Linked DNA regions of Mus musculus: region 1 is linked to region 2. Evidence: chromatin contacts called from public Hi-C data. All regions are on one chromosome and are shown on one strand. The core of a region is the stretch at or near the end of the contact, and the rest is flanking DNA. Distances in the headings are between cores, read along the strand shown. Region 1 has its middle 36 kb from the start of Papss2. Region 2 has its middle 110 kb from the start of A1cf.

What was found. A called contact is a pair of places that touch in the nucleus more often than the background predicts.
Region 1: a contact with region 2 is called in a Hi-C map of bone marrow-derived macrophages, with 11 read pairs. A contact is called at or near these places in 2 of 484 Hi-C or Micro-C datasets (Th1 cells and bone marrow-derived macrophages), 2 of 130 datasets of targeted methods (large pre-B cells and stem cell-derived neural progenitor cells) and 2 of 9 other capture datasets (embryonic stem cells and liver).

The regions. Positions count from the first base shown.
Region 1 is chr19:32,581,459-32,586,630 of GRCm38.p6, reverse strand. No RefSeq gene overlaps it. Among named protein-coding and RNA genes, the nearest start is that of Papss2, 36 kb to the left of the region's middle.
Region 2 is chr19:31,972,825-31,978,164 of GRCm38.p6, reverse strand. No RefSeq gene overlaps it. Among named protein-coding and RNA genes, the nearest start is that of A1cf, 110 kb to the right of the region's middle.

The DNA of each region.
Region 1 (5,172 bases), core at 2,126-4,625, 610 kb before region 2:
TGAGAAAGGGATTGAGTTTCGTCTTTGTACAGTTGCTGAGGGGTGTTTTAGCATTTTCATTAAAGAAAACCAACCAACCAAAAACAAAAACAATAGCAAAAAACCCAAGCAATTGTTTTCCAACCTTTTACTCTGAGGTAGTGTCTGTCTTTGTCACTGAGGTGTGTTTCCTGTATGCAGCAAAATGCTGGGTCCTATTTATGTATCCAGTCTGTTAGTCTATGTCTTTTTATTGGAGAGTTGAGGCCATTGATGTTAAGAGATATTAAGGAAAAGTGATTGTGACTTCCTGTTATTTTTGTTGCTAGAGTTGGAAATATGTTTGTGTAGCTATCTTCTTTTCAGTTTGTTGAAAGATTACTTTATTGCTTTTTCTAGGGTGTAGTTTTCCCTCTTGTGTTGGTGTTTTCCATCTATTATCCTTTGTAGGGCTGGATTTGTGGAAAGATAGTGTGTAAATTTGGTTTTGTCATGGAATATCTTGGTTTCTCCGTCTACAGTAATTGAGAGTTTTGCTGGACATAGTAGCCTGGACTGGCATTTGTGTTCTCTTAGGGTCTGTATGAAATCTTTCCAGGATCTTCTAGCTTTCATAGTCTCTGTTGAGAAGTCTGGTGTAATTCTGATAGGTCTACCTTTATATGTTACTTGACCCTTTTCCCTTACTGCTTTTAATATTCTTTCTTTGTTTAGTGCATTTGGTGTTTTGATTATTATGTGACAGGAGGAATTTCTTTCCTGGTACAGTCCATTTGGAGTTCTGTAGGCTTCTTGTATTTTCATGGGCTTCTCTTTCTTTCGGTTAGGGAAGTTTTCTTCTGTAATTTTGTTGAAGATATTTACTGGCCCTTTAAGTTGGGAATCTTCACTCTCTTCTATACCTATTATCCTTAGGTTTGGTCTTCTCATTGTATCCTGGATTTCCTGGATGTTTTGGGTTAAGAGCTTTTTGCATTTTCCATTTTCTTTGACTGGTGTGTCAATGTTTTCTATGGTATCTTCTACACCTGAAATTCTCTCTTGTATCTCTTGTATTCTGTTGCTGATGCTCGCATCTATAACTCCTAACTTCTTTCCTAGGTTTTCTATCTCCAGAGTTGTCCCCCTTTGTGATTTCCTTATTGTTTCTAGTTCCATTTTTAGATTTTTCGTTCAACTCCTTCATCTGTTTGGTTGTGTTTTTCTGTAATTCTTTAAGGGACTTTTTGTGTTTCCTCTTTAAGGGCTTCTACCTGTTTACCTGTGTTCTCCTGTATTTCTTTAAGGGAATTATTTATGTCCTTCTTAAAGTCCTCTATCAGCATCATGAGATGTGATTTTAAATCTAAATTCCAGTGTGTTGTGTTGTCCAGGACTTGCTGTTGTGGAAAAACTGGGTTCTGATGATGCCATGTAGCCTTGATTTCTTTTTTTTTTAAGATTTATTTATTTATTATATGTAAGTACACTGTAGCTGTCTTCAGACACTCCAGAAGAGGGCGTTAGATCATGTTACAGATGGTTTTGAGCCACCATGTGGTTGCTGGGATTTGAACTTTGGACCTTCGGAAGAGCAGTCGGGTGCTCTTACCCACTGAGCCATTTCACTAGCCCCCGTAGCCTTGATTTCTGTTGGTTAGGTTCTTGCCTTTTGCCATCTGGTTATCAGTGGTGTTAGTTGGTCTAGCTGTCTCTGGCTTAAGCTTGTCTCTCTTGTGGGCCTGTAAGCCTGTGTCAGCACTCCTGGGAGATGAGCTCTCCTCTGGTAGAACCCATGCACAGTGGACTGTGGAACAACCCCAGCTCCTGGGTGCAGATGGAGGCTAGAAGGACCTTGTCCCAGCTGCTCCACTACTCCTGCTACCCGCGTGTTCCTGGCTGGTCCTGCCTTAGACAGTCACTGGAGAGAATATGGGGATCTCACCTCTGAGTCCAGGAGTCAGAGCACACTCCCTGGAGACCAGCTCTCCCCTGGCAGGACCTGTGCACAGAGGGCTGTGGAACAGCCCCAGCTCCTGGATGCAGATGGAGGCTGGAAGAACCATGTCTCAGCTGCTCCATGGTTCCTGTGGCCTGTGTGCTCCTGGCTGGTCCCACCTTAGACAGTAACTAGAGAGAAACCAAGTAACCCTGGTTTCTGTTAATTATGTTCTTATGCTTGCCTCCCGCCATCTGATTATCTCTAATGCTACCTGTTCTCCCTGTATCTGACTGGAGCCTGCCCTTCCTGTGATCCTGGTTGTGTCAGAACTCCTCTGAGTTCAGTTGTCTCTGGGATCCTGTGATCCTGAGATCCTGGGTATGACAGAGCTCCTGGAAGTCAAGCTGCTTCTGGGACCCTGAGATCCTGGTATTACTAAGCCCCTGGAACCCTGGGATCCCAGGATCCTGGGTATGTTAGAACACCAGGGAGTAGACCTTCCTCTAGGTGTTGTGGGATTGGCTGCAGAGTTCAAGCCCAAGGACTGCTCAGGGATCGGGTCCAGACCAAAAGGAACCCGTGCCAGTGGTCCGGCAGGGCTCCTGTGTCCCTGGATCCCTCTCTAGATAATTTTTTGTAATGTAGCCACTTTTACAATATTAAATCTGCTGATTCAAGAATGTGGGAGATCTTTCCACACTCTAGTCTCTCCCCAATTTCTTTCTTCATTGCTTTTTGTTTGTTTGTTTATTTAAGAATTCTGAGTCTTACATTTGTTTATTTTGATATTTTTGAGACAGTTTCTCTACATAGTCTTGGCTGTCCTGGAACTTACTGTGTAGATCAGGTTGGCTCCTAACTCAGAGGGGTTTGCCTCTGCCTTCTGAGTGTTGGGATCAAAGGCTTATGCCACTAAACCTGGCTCTTTGCACTTTTAAATTTTCATTGTAGAAATATTTTACTTCTTGCTTATTTACGTTTATTCATAGGAATCTTTTCAAGGATTTTGTGAATGGATTCCCCCTACCCCCCAATTTCATTCTTGTCAAGTTCATTACTGGTATACAGAAAAACTATTGATTTTTCTGAGTTGATTTTGTACTTCTTGAAATGTTTAACTCATAGCTAAGAGTTCTGTTATGAAATCTTTAAGGTCTTTTAAGTATGGAAATTCATGTCATGAGACCATAGGGGTCACTTAACTTCCTCTTTTCCTATTTTTATCTAATTTATTATTTTTCCTTTTTGTCTGCTCTGGCTAAGACTTGAAGTATTATATTGAATAAGAGCTGAAAATGATTCTGGTCTAACTGGATGTCTTCATGTAGAAGAATGCAAATAGATCTATGTCTATCACCCTGCCCAAAACTCAAGTTTAAGTGGATCAAAGGCTTCAACATAAAACCACACACACTGATAGAAGAGAATGTGGGGGAATAGTCTTGATTGCATCAGCACAGGAAACAACTGCTTGAACAGAATACCAAGCGCACAGGCACTAAGATCAACACTTGAATGCGATCCCATGAAACTGAAGAGCTTCTGTAAAGCCAAGGACATGGTCAATTGGACAAAACGACAACCTATGGAGTGGGAAAAGACCTTCACCAACTCCATCTCTGACAGAGGGACAATGTCCAAAATACATAGAGAACCCAAGAAACTAAACATTAACAAACTAAATAATTCAATTTAAAAAAATGGGGTATTTATCTAAACAGAGAATTCTCAACAGAGGAATCTTCCATGGCTGAGAAACACTCAAAGAAATGTTCAGCATCCTTAGTTATCAGGGAAATGTAAATCAAAGTGGTATTAAGATTCCACCTGGCAAAATGGCTAACGTCAAAAAATCTCAAGTGACAACTCATGCTGATGAGGCTGTGGAGCAAGGGGAACACGCTTCCACTGCTGGTGGACGTGCAAACTTGTACAGCTACTATGGAAGTCAGTGTGGTGGTTTCTCAGAAAATTAGAAACTGACCTACGTCAAGACCCAACTATACCACTTCAGGGCAAATACCCAAAAGATGCTGCATACCATCACAAGGACTTTGCTCAATTATGTTCATAGCATCTTTATTCATAATAGCCAGAAAATGGAAACAACCTAGATGTCCCTCAACTGAAGACTGGATAAAGAAAATGTGGTACATCTACACAATGGAGTATACTCAGCTGTTAATAAACAATGCCATCATGAAATTTGCAAGCAAATGGGTGAAACTAAAAAAAAAAAAGAAAAAAAAACTATACTGGATGAGGCAACGTAGACCCAGAAAGACAAACACAGTGTGTACCCACCTATAAATGGATATTAGCTGTAAAGTAAAAGACAATCATGTTACAGTTCACAGATCCAGAGAGGTTAAATAACAAGAAGGGCTTAAGGAAAGATGGAAGGATCTTTCTGGGAAGGGGAAATAGAATAGACGGGGTGGACTGGGGACAGGTGGGGTTGGGAACAGGAGGAATCAAGTGGCAGGGAGGGAGGGAGAAATATTTGGAGAAACTGCTGGGATTTGGGGACATTTCAGGAGCAGGTGAAGACCTAGTACAAGGGAAACTCCACAGAATCTAGGAGAGTAACCTTAGCAAAGATTCCTAGTGATGGGGGACACAGAGCCTGGCCCAGCCATCTTCTGTAACCAGCCAAGGCTTCAAGTGGAGTGATTGAACACCAACCCAGGCACAAAACCTTTCACCTATACTTTTTTCCTTGCCCGAAGAGTGTGCTGAGATTGGAGCCTAGCACGGTTGTCATCAAAGAGACCAGAGAGACTTCTTCCAACAACTGTGGGTACAGATGCACAGTCCCACTGCAAGGCGTTAGATGGAGGAGAGGGATGGAAGATCGCACGCCAGGGAACATGGCCCACAAAATCGACTCGCTGGGACTCAGAGGAACTTGAGAGGTGAGGGATCCTGTCTGAGCTAGGTCCTGTGCACTTATGTTATAGCCTAATGTTCTTGTGGAGATCCTCACAATGGCAGTGGAGGCTGTCCCTGACTTGTGCCTACTTGAAAGACTCTTTTCCTCTTAGTGGGTTCCTTGTCCAGCCTTGATGTAGTGACATGCGCTTGGTCTTATTTTAATTTTGTTACATGATGTTTGGTTGATGTTCCTGGGAGGCCTGTCTTCCTCAGAAGTGGGGTGGTGGTCAGGGTAGTGGTACCTGAGAAAGAGAAGTAGGGGTGTGGGCTAAGGGAAAACTGTTGGGTGTAATAGTAATAATATATGATAGAAGAACTAAAAAAATTTTTTTGAAATG
Region 2 (5,340 bases), core at 850-3,349:
CCTTCATTATGGGAACATCTCAGCTCCTTATCTGTTTATTTATTTAGTCTTTTTTTTCCCCATGTAGGATCTCAGCCTGACCTTCAGCTTGCTATAGAGCCAAGGATGCCCTTGAATCTGTGGCCCTCCTATGAGTAGCACTCATGAGATTACAGATGGGTGCCATGACTGTAGACCTGGTTTAATTATTAGTTGTAGCTTCATTTTAATTAGATTAAGGTTAATTTCATTTCTGTTTGCCAATAAGGCTTTTGTAGTAAATGTTTTTTTTTCTTTCTCTATTACACAAAGCCATAGACACATAGTGCCTGTCTTTTCACTTCAACTATGATTGGCACTAGATTTAGTAGCTGTCAGCCTGATCCATTCCTTTAAAAGACAGTCAGATATTTCTCCAAAACAGGTTTCTTTTGTCTCCTGGGAAAAGCAACATAGCAACCACTGATAGTGGGGTATTCACCAAGAAGACTATTGAAACATGGGTTTAAGTCAACCGAAAGTTTTTATCAGCCAGCCAGTGACTACACTGGGTGTTCATGATCCCAGTGTAGCACCAAGCCTTTCTTAGGGTGAACTTTTAGGCATAATATCCTAGGGAAAAAGATGGCCATCCAGCTATAAGAACCCTACAGAACTCCAAATTAGCAGCACTAGAAAGTAAAAGCCTCACAAACTATTATAATTCAAATACTATAGGTAAAATATTTAGAACACAGAGTAAAGAATGGGTATTAAAAGCAGCAAGAAAGAAAGGTCAAGTCACTTATAAGGATAGGTCCACCTTCTACCATGCCTGGTAGTGAGAGCATCCAGACTGGGGGGCTGTGTATATGGTGGTAGGCTTTCCTCCATCTGAGAGCCTGGGTCAGATCAATCAGTTCTGTTCTATGGGCTTGAGCCAGGGAGTTCTCACACCAGAGAAAGCCATTGTTAATACAGGGAAGCAGAACTGACAAACACACAGAAACACACACACACACACACACACACACACACACACACACAGAGAGAGAGAGAGAGAGAGAGAGAGAGAGAGAGAGAGAATAAAGACAACCAGGGGTGGCCATGTTTATAACCTGAACAGACAGAAGGATCCAGAGACATCTTAGTTCCTGGACACTGGATCAGCAGCCAAGTCTGACCTCTCCTTTATGTCCAAACAGAAGGCATCTTAACCAGACTTACCCTTGGAGGTGACAGACCAGGCAACTTTCTAATTTGTTTCCTTTGGAATGGAGGTGTCATTTCAAAGGTGCCTTTGAAGCATTAGGCAGCAATTGACCCTAGAAGTTCCCTGATCACCATACTCTTCCTTGCTCCAATGGCCTCTGAGAACCCCAATATCTTGAGGTCTAGAGCTTGGGACTTCAATGCGACCCCCAGAATTCTTCTTTTCTCATTTGTGAGTGTTTAAGCACAAAAGCCATGCTCTGCATTGACATACTTCAGTTAACAAAAACAGGCAGAAGCAGCACTGTAGAAGCTACAGAGCAAGGTTAGTACATTTTGAGGCTTTCCCAGAACTATGAACATATATGGATTGTTTTTTGGTTTTAGTTTTGGCATGTGGCACTGTCTATGTGCTGAGTTTTATGGCCTGAATGGTGCTTCCATCATGGAATCAGTTGTGCTAAGGTCTGGGCCTCTGTTCCATTTCGAGATGCCCAGTGCTCCCTATTGCTTCATGGTCTTGTCACTGGAGAGAAATTGGACATGTGCATATTTCACAAGGAAGGAAATAAGAACAGCCTGGTGCTTCAACTGCAGTGAAAATGACAGCGGTTGATTTAATTTCTCTGAATTTTATTTTATTCATTTTATACCGGAAATCATGGTTCCTTAAAACATTAACATTTTTGCTCATTGAGAAAAATTAAAATTTTTATTAACCACGAATTACTGTGCTGGTTAGTTTTTGCCCACTAGACACAAACTAGAGTCCCCTGGGAAGAGGGAGCCTCAGCTGAGGAATTGCCTCCCTTAGCCTGGCCTACAGGCTTGACTGATGATTGATGGAGCAGGGTCACTCTTGGCAGCAGCATCTCTGGGCAGGCAGATGTAAATTCTGTAAGAAAGCAGGTTGAGCAGGCAGAGGAAGGAATCCAGGAAGTAAAGCCTCCTCTCTCTGCTTCCTCCCTCTCCCCACTTCCTGTTCAAGGGTGAGCCAGATTAACCCTTTCCTCCCTCAGTCACTTTTTAGTGGCCATTTTATCACAACAGAAGCACTAACTAGACAATCACTTTCTAGTTCATTGAACTCGGGTTTTGAATAAAAGTAAGAAAAAATTATCTGCTTTTCAGTTCTAAAGAAATTTAGAAAATTTCTCCTTTCCCCAGTACCTATAGGGTTTCATTGTTTGCTTTCAGAAATCAGTGATGGACTGTAGCCTGGGGTTGCTAGCTAAACTAAACACTCCCTCCTAGAAGTTGCTTTTCTGTCAGGATATTTTATCATGGTAACAGAAATGAACCTAGACCAATGAGATTGTTCTGTTTTGTGGTGTGTGCGCATGTGCACACATGCGTGCACATGTGTGCATGAGTGTGTATGTGTGTGTGTTTATAGTATTTGTTAATTATTGGTAACAATATTATATTCATTTTTACAGAGAGATTTACTGAATTTAAACCCCTGCTTCTTTGTCTATACTTTCTTAGATCTCAGGTGTGTTGCCTGATCTTGTTTTCTTGGAGTTCTGTTCTGAAACCATCTGGGTGTGGTGACTTCAATTTATTTCATTTCATTTCATTTCATTTCATTTCATTTCATTTCATTTCATTTCATTTTTCACTTCTGAGAAAGCTCTTCTGTGATTCTTCTCTATTTACCTATAGATATTTAGTATATATAGTATTTAGTCTCGCCATCTCTACTATTTGTGAAGAAATTATTTTCTAGACCATCTTATTTAAGTTGTCATTTTTGAATGGTAGGCTGTATACTGTATATTTTAGGTATTTTTCATTTTCTGTAGTTTGTAGATGATCTACATTTGTCATCCCCTCTGGGTGGCCTGCTCTTTCCACCAACCCCTTACCATTTAGCTAAGTGACCCCTGCTCAGAGAACCACCTCACCTAACATAGCTTCTTTTCCCTTTTTTCCATTTTTTTTTGTGCCAACTCTCTTCCTGGCAACTCACTCTCTTATAATGTAGACCTATGGAGTCCTCTCATATTTTGATTGGAAGCGTAACCTTTAATGGCTGAGCCATCTCTCCAGCCTGAGTCAGCTATGTGTTAGCCATTCTGGCCCCAGTGCCTAAATGTGATCTGATTGGTAGCATTTCTCTGTAATAACTATTAAAATGAATACAAACCCAAGTATCCCCTGCTGCAGACCCTCTGGGTCCCTTTGTCTGCGTGGAAAGGGTCTCTAGTCACAGGTGGGCAAGGAGTCGGCGGGAATGACAGACAGATGCACACAGGAAATTGTGTAGAATCTGAATGTATTGTCACAAAGTGAACACCAGTCTTGTATAGGACAGAAAATAAAGGGGGTAGGAAGTCACAGCAGGCAAAGTACATTGAAGTTGCCTGACACAAAACAAAGGAGTGACTTCAAAGGGACTTACAGGAACCAGGTAGGTGTTTACAGTAATGATAAAGCAGTCCTGCCTAGGGTCAGCTTAATGACAGGTAAGGATTTCACACCATAATGCTACTCTTTTGAGCCTTATGAAGGCTAGCACCAGGGGGTTCTGCTCTAGCAGACCTTCTCATGAATAATGCAATACCACAACCCCCCTATTTCCTAGGCCTTGATAAATTCTTATATGAGTGTAACTTTTAAGTATCTGGAGAATCTCCATTTGTCAGAAGAATTCACCAACTTGCTTCTAATATGCAATGTAGCCTGTACTGAAGATTTCTGTCTCAGTGGGATTCCCTGGCTCTTTCATGGTAGTCCCTTGTTTGGGTGAGACTAACTACTGTCCTTAGTAAACACTGTGCAGACCAGCCCTGAGCTGCTGGCTCCATCTTTTGTAATGATTAATTAGTTACTGTCTCTATCAAGCTCCTCGGCTTCAAGCATTTTCTAGGACATTGGAACACTGGCGAAGGCTCTGGCTATGTCAGAATTCAAACTTAAAAGACACTTATAATAAAATAATACTAAAAGAGAGCACGCGGATCCATACACTAGACTAATGCTGGGATAGGGTGTGAGTATACAGGTTATGAGAACGCCAAAGCTCCAGGAGGTAAGTTCCTTTTGAAACTCTATGCCTCGTGAGTGCTCCTAGGCTTCTCAGCCTGTCAAGAAGACTTCACTGGAGGGTGCGTGGCAATCCCCCCTTTTTTTCCTTTTGTACCTAGAACCAGGTAGCATGTTTCAGGAAAAAGGAATCCTGCTGCAATTTCTGTTCCATCTTTGGTGCTTCTCCGTAAGAAGAGTCTAAGTTATATGGCTTCTTCATAGTTTGTCTAAGCCTTGATTTGTCTTGAGGTTGAATTTGGCTTTCTAAGCAGAAAGGTGTTCTTTTCAATGCCATGGTGGGCCAGAACTACACACAGGTGAGGCAGCATATCTCTAGAGATCTAAAATGTGTGAAAATAAGTTGGGGTCCTAGATGACATTTGGTGATATGGATGCTCAGCCAGCTGTGTGGTAAAAGTAGACAGATGGCTCGGGGCAGCTCCAGTGAGGATGGGACCTTGGACCTTAGACCCCAGCATCTGTGGCTAGCTCCCAAGTGAAATGTGGGATGTTAACCTTGAGTGATGACTGCCATGGAAATTAAGTGGAAAAGAAATAGTCCTCACAAGTATCATGTTTTCTGATACACTCTCTCTCCATTAAGTGTTATTAAGTGTATGGAAAGAAATTAGGCAAAAATTTGTTTTATTTCATAATCTTATGTAAGTATAAATAAGTTTAAAATATTAATACACCGTGAAAAACCACAAGCCAGAGAGACTCAAATAATAATTATTTAAAGGGATGCATGAGTCCGTATTGCTGAAATTAAATCACCATTGATTTGATTGCGGTTCTAGTTGCTCTTGCGGATTTTGAGTCTGCTTCTCTGTGTTATAGTGGGCTGTGATAGCTCACTTCCAGTGATTACTCTTTTCATTTGTACTGTTGTGAAACTTACATTTGAGCCAACATGGTGGCACCTGTTACTCCCTGCATGCCACAGAATACCAATTGCCTAAAAGCCCATCCTTGATGATGGGCTATGATGCAGAAGCATAGGATGAAGTAAACTCATCCCTTTCCCAACCCCAACTAGCTTTTGGCTGTGGTCTCTATCACAGCAATAGAAGCCATAACTAGGACATAAACCTACACCTTGGATGCTTCTTCAAAGCTCTGAGTCTTGTCTAGGATTTG